2 separate regions of the Mus musculus genome follow, and region 2 is linked to region 1. Evidence: chromatin contacts called from public HiChIP or PLAC-seq data. All regions are on one chromosome and are shown on one strand. The core of a region is the stretch at or near the end of the contact, and the rest is flanking DNA. Distances in the headings are between cores, read along the strand shown.

The links. HiChIP or PLAC-seq counts read pairs in DNA pulled down with a chosen protein or histone mark.
Region 2: a contact with region 1 is called in an HNF4G HiChIP or PLAC-seq map of pancreatic cancer cells. The contact joins two enhancer-like sites. A contact is called at or near these places in 1 of 484 Hi-C or Micro-C datasets (nephron progenitors), 3 of 115 datasets of contacts at active chromatin or transcription factors (astrocytes, double positive thymocytes and pancreatic cancer cells) and 2 of 9 other capture datasets (adipose tissue and liver).

The regions. Positions count from the first base shown.
Region 1 is chr9:34,984,979-34,987,902 of GRCm38.p6, reverse strand. The region is part of intron 4 of Kirrel3 (kirre like nephrin family adhesion molecule 3); the gene reads right to left. Kirrel3os (a long non-coding RNA gene) reads left to right here. Exons shown (of 16, transcript XR_003948304.1): 4 at 2,008-2,093; 5 at 2,759-2,908. Among named protein-coding and RNA genes, the nearest start is that of Kirrel3os, 21 kb to the left of the region's middle. Within about 2 kb of position 1,527, at least 61 of the 459 cell types and tissues checked have an H3K27ac peak or open chromatin away from gene starts, as enhancers often do. A contact at or near this core is called in pancreatic cancer cells, where this site is marked.
Region 2 is chr9:35,093,778-35,096,886 of GRCm38.p6, reverse strand. All of the region lies in intron 1 of St3gal4 (ST3 beta-galactoside alpha-2,3-sialyltransferase 4), which reads left to right. Among named protein-coding and RNA genes, the nearest start is that of 4930581F22Rik, 21 kb to the left of the region's middle. Within about 2 kb of position 1,361, at least 15 of the 459 cell types and tissues checked have an H3K27ac peak or open chromatin away from gene starts, as enhancers often do. A contact at or near this core is called in pancreatic cancer cells, where this site is marked.

The DNA.
Region 1 (2,924 bases), core at 278-2,777:
CTTCCCAAATAAGTGGTTATCATGCTGGTTATTCATGTAGCCATGCATTATTGATTGGCCTTCGCCTCGCTGCACACCAGATGGGGGTGGGAGGGGTGGGGGGTGCAGTGGGTGGGGTGGAGTGGGTGAGGAGGGAGGATGTTTGGGGGGCCATCCGCTGAATAGAAATCAACACTCGTACTTGGCAGCTGTAGCTCAGATGGGAGATGTGTGTGTGTGTGTGTGTGTGTGTGTGTGTGTGTGTGTGTGTGTGTGTGTGTAGGGGGCTACTCATTACCTCTCCATTCAGATGGGGCCCATTGCTAGGACCATGTGGGGAGGGGAGGAAGTCTCAGAGAAGCCCAGGCCTGGAGATGCATTATTCATGCATCCCCTCACAGGATTGGTTATTATCCTGAACCACTATAGAGTTTGGTCTCCTAATTTTTAATCACAAGGAAGGTGGAAGCGTTAGCCTTTTTGTGATTAATCGGGAGATAAAAATAGTTGACTGTTTTGGTGTTGCTCCTGTTGTCAGTCAGGAACTAAATTTGCATTAACTGTTGGGGGACCGAGGCCTGGGGAAGACCCGGGGAAGACCCGAGTGGAGCCCAGGCAGTCTCTGGTTTTGAGCCTGCTTCACACAGGGCCAACCAGAGTGAACATACATACCTGACCCAACTGGCCCCTTGAACAGAGGGGAGCAGAAACTCCCATTCAGGTCCTCATCATAGAGGTGGTGCCTCTTTGTAGTTGACCTTTCTGTCACCCTGGGTTTGGGTAGCATCTAGGCTCGGTCTCTTCTTCTGAAGTGTCTTTCCTCTGGCACCTGCCCTACAGTGGGCAGTGTAAGGCATCTATCGCTCACCCTCTGTGGGTGGGGAGCCCCTGAAAACCCTCTCTGAGCTCTGCTACAAAGAACAAGGGCATCTCTTTGGAGGGATAGGATGGGGAGATATTACACAGTCCACTCTACATGGACACAAAGAAACTGAGGCCCAAGAGAAAAAGGCTAGCCCAAGGTTATCAGGGAGGAAGCAAAGAAGGAAAAGAGGATTTGGAAGGCACATCCAGGCAGGTAAAGCTTCTACTTGTTGATATATTAAGCTAGCCTCCCCTCTGACACCCACCCTCACCCCATTCAACAAGATTCTGTATCTAGAAGCACCATAGGACCTTATAGTTATCCCTGAGATGACCTTGAACTTGGAGCTGGAGCTTGTGGTCAAGGTTTCTTCCCTTGCAACATGAGTTGGATAGAAGGCTGCCTAGGGCTAGGGTTGGAGGACTGTTGTCCCATTCTGGGCTGCTGTCAGCTCACTGCTTTTGTGCTTGACAACTGTATAGAGTCAAGCTCATTTAAGTCATTGGTTTTGGTTTACCAGCTTGGTCAACCCCCTTCCCCACTCAGCCCTGCCCCCAGAGCAGCCCAGATTCATTGTCTTGGGGTAACAGTGAGGATGTTTCATCCCATTGGTCACCCAAGTGGTTTCCTGGTTGGGTTTCCAGGAATTCCTCAGATACCATGTCAACCCAGATGGCTGGCTCCACAGACAGCCATCTGGGCACAACTGCCTTGTGAGTCAGCAACAGCCACACAGAAGGCTTTGTGTGGCAGCAGGAAGGATGGGAAGCCAGCCAGGCCATCTTCTTGCTTTCAGCCAGCATGGGGGGAACTCACAGAAGTTAGGCTTTGACAGGGCTGATCTTTAACTGACCAGCAGTGAATTCTCCATCCTATAATGGAGACATTTATGCAAAACTTGAATTCGTCCTGTCCCTGTTCTACCTCAAATCCTCTGGGGCTCCCACACTGTACTTGAAACATGACTTGCACTTAGAGTTGCCCACAAACACTTTCACCCATGATCCCTAGTATCCATGAGACACCAGTCCACCCATCTTTCTTTGTCCCCAGGCCCTGGCCCATCAGCCCCTCTGCATAAGGGTCAATAAGGGTGCCATCGTCTCCCCAGAGGGGCTTGCTCTGGTCACCCTGTGTAACACCCCCATGGCTTTCTGTTGCAGTTCTCATTTTGTCTTCTTCATCGACGAACGGCAAAGAACAGGAAAGGTCTTATCTGCCATGGTCCTGGTGGCATTGCTGTGCCTAGGTCAGTACCCAACTCACAGGGACATCTATATACATTTGTTGAATAAGTAGTGAAAGATCCTCTTGGGAGGAAGCACAGACATTGTTTTATGAGGTCCATATTTTTATAGTTTCTCTCTCTCTCCCTCCTTCCCTCCCTGCCGTGTGTGTGTGTGTGTGTGTGTGTGTGTGTGTGTGTGTGTGTGCTCATTCAGGGTACATTTGGGGGAGTGGTGGGCAAAGTTCTTCCTTGGTCTGGATAGACAACTGTGGAGGAACCTCTAAGCTCTAGAGAGAAGGATGCTGGAGCTAAGGAGGCTTAATGTTCGAAGTGGTTCGTAGCCTGCCTCCTTGGAGCCTGAGGCTTCTTAGCAGAGAAGAGGCAGCAACCCCAATTTGCCTGATTCACAGGCTGGAGAGAGGCTGCAGGCTAAGCTCAGAGATGTTTGACTGTTGACAGTCTATACGTCCTCTTTCAGGGGTCCACCCAGCTCCTGCCCTGGCAGCTCTGGGGAAGGATTGGGGAGCAGCCTGGGCTGTACCATGAGTCCCAGTGTTGACTAGAGCTGGAGAAGGGCAGCTGGAGTCAACCATCAAAAGAGCTTCAGAATTTTCTTTGTGTTCTCTCAGTGACAGCCCTATATAATGGTTAGCCAATGTTTCTTTTTGCCCTCTCCCATCCCACAGCCCTTGATCCTTCTGTTCTCCCCATGCCTACTTGGTGTCCTGAACTTTGGATCCTTTGGCTGCCATACAACTCCTCTCTTTGGGCTGATAACGAGACCCCAGGAACTCAAGGCTTATGCCCGGAGGCATCCAGAGGCTACATCTTCACTGGTGAGCTTGCTAAAGA
Region 2 (3,109 bases), core at 112-2,611, 110 kb before region 1:
ATTATTTTTGTATGTATGCATGTTTACACATGCATATGTGCATGCACATGTCTCAGTGTACTACATGTGGAGGTCAGAGAACAACTTAATGGAAGTGGATTCTGTTTGTCTCTACATAGTTCCTGCGAATCAAATCCAGGTCATCAAGCTTGGTGACAATTGCACTTACCTCAGCCTTTGTTTGTTTTGTTTTGAGACAGGGTCTTATGTAGCCCAGGCTGGTCTCGGATCTGCTCTGTATAGAAGATAATCTTAAATTCCTGATCATATTGCCTCTGCCTCCCAAATACTGGATCATGTTTTGGGAAAAAAGATTAAAAATAAATTGGTGAAATTAATTTTAATATTGTAATATTATCAAAGTATTATACATTTAATGTAGTTAGGTTTCTCAATAAGTTTGCTTCTTAAAAATTATAATGTCTGTGAAGTCAGTGAGTGCTTCTACTTAGAACCCCTGTCAGTGTTAACTGGCCACATTAAATATTTAAATACTTTTCTATTTGTTTATTTTCCATTTTTTTTGTTTACTGTGTGTGCGTGTGCATGTACATTCATGGGAGGCAGAGGACAGCTTCTTTCAAGAGTCGATTCTTTCCTTCTAGTATATGGGCCCTGGGATCAAGTTCAAGTCATTAGTCTTGGTGACAAGCACTTTAACCCACTGAGCCATATTGTGACCCTACCCAAGTATTTTAGGTCATATGGGCTTGTTGGTATTGTGTGGCCAGATCAGGGCTAGTATAATCCACTATTTTCACATAAGGCATCTGAGAGCTAGAGGAGAGAGGGCCTGCTGGTGAGCCAGCCCAGATTCCAGTATCTTTAGCCTCCTGGGTAGGCAGTATTGGAAGAGAAATATCTTCAGGAGGCTTTGGCTTGGAAGAACCTGGGACAGGTTACTATTGGCAACCATTTCTCCTTTATTTATCCTGGCTCTGACCTGGCCTCCTGACTAGCCACTTGGTCACATGGGCTTCAGCTTTCTAGCCCTGAGAATTTATGGAATTTGGTGTCTGCCCCTCTAGGCAAACACCAGAAGTATAATTTTCAGGCGGTTCCCTGTAATGTCTTGTGACTAGTAAGACATCACATGAATGTCTTAACATTGTATCAATCATTCAGATACTGTATTAGATGGATGATACAGTGTTTCTACATGGAAGTCTTCCAGGCTAGGATGTCTGGGTGGGCGTGGAGCCCAAAGGAGGGCACCAGAGAGACCCTTGTGATTATGTTGGGAAGGTTATGTGCCTCTTTTTCATTTGTGCTTGAATGGTTTGTAGGACAACCCTACCTTCCACAGGTGGCTGTCTCTTTCCTCTGCAGTCTCTAAATGAGCCTGGAAGAATAGTCTCACCTCAGCCCTCCTGTGATCACACTACACAGGAATGGGGACTGACATCCAGCTATGACATTACTGGGGCTTGTACCAGAAGTGCCAAGGGGACCCAACCTATTACCACAAGTTTTTCCATTATTGTACTACTGTACATTATTACCATTGTATTATAACAATGATTCCTGATGAACAGATCCATTCGTTAATCCAACAAATTTGTATTGAGAACTAACTGTGTGCCGGGCACAGTTCTAATTATTGATGGTACAGCAGCAAGAAGAAAAAAACAACAACAAAATCATCACAGGTTGGGAAGCATTGGCTGTGTGGGGAATGGCTCCTGGAAAGTGTAGAGAAGGTAAATGAAGAGCTAGATACATAGCTATCCAAGCCTGTGTCTAGACAAAACCCTCGTGCCTAGCATATAGCCAGTGCGGAGGTCAAAGGAAGGTGTGTGTCTAGTTTCCCTCACCAAGGCATGGAGGCAAGACACATGAGAAAACAGGCCATGAAGAAGAGAGGAGTTGGCTATGAGGGTCCCAGGAGATCTGCTAAGACAGGTCATGTAGATCTTCATTGGCATTGGGAGGTAAGCCATCAAATGGGGATCACTGTAATGCCGAACCAGGCTGTTGACCCTCTACTGAGACGAGATGGGCCCAGGAGGTTGCATTAATCATATTATATTCAAGTCGTGCTTGACGTCCCTGAGATACTGGCAGTAACACTAAGCTAAGAAGGGTTGCTGTGGGTTAGCTAACATCATGGAGACTCACCTGGACATGCAGGGAAATGTGTGGAAACAGGTTTAGTAGAGTCCTAAACTGAAGTTTAGAAGAGAGGCCACATGTTTGCAGAGCCCTGGAGACTTGGCATACCAAAAGGATATCACCTGTCAGTATGCTTGCAAGTCTGGTGTCCATGTGTACGGAAAACATGCTAGAGAGCTTCCAGAGGGACACCAGGGCTTTGGGTACTAGCAATTTTGTCTCTTGAGAAGAGTGGCCTAAGAAGAGGTTAAGACAGTTCTTTTTAATTGCTGGAAGCACTTAAAGGACTTTGGTGGGCCAGAGTTCGACACATCTCTAGTTGTTTCAAAGGGCATCAGATGACCAATACTTGGTGTATTAGTCAGTGTTCTCTAGAGTCACAGAACTTATGGGATATCTCTATATATTAAGGGAATTTATTGTACTGACTTACAGTCTGTAGCCCAACCAACCTAACAATGGGTGGCTAGGAATGGAACGTCCAGGAGTCTAGTAATTGTTCAGTCCCACGAGGCTAGTTGTTTCAGATGGGCTTCTATATAAGCTGAAATCCTGAAGCAGTAGGTTCCAACAGATGTGCTGGCAAGTAAATGCAAGCAGGTGAAGAAGAGTGAATCTCCCTTCTTCCAGTGTCCTTGTGTAGGCTTCCAGTAGCTGTGGCCCAGTTTAAAGGTATATACCACCACATCTGGATCTGGAACATGCTTTGTACCAGGCTGGCCTTGAACTTAGAGATCTGCTTGCCTCAATGTCCTTAAATGTGTGGACTACCTTGCCTGGGCCTAAGCTTTTCATGGCCACTATGCCTCAAGATCTCCTTGCCAAGATCCAGGTCACAAACTTGTGACTTCCAGCCTCAAGAGCTGGATCACAGGTATGCCCTCCGTTTCTGGATTATAGTTCATTCCAGATGTAGTCAAGTTGACCACCAGGAATGGTCTTACACTTAGGATCCAGTGAGCCACTCTGCCATGGGTTAGTTTGATTAGAGAACATC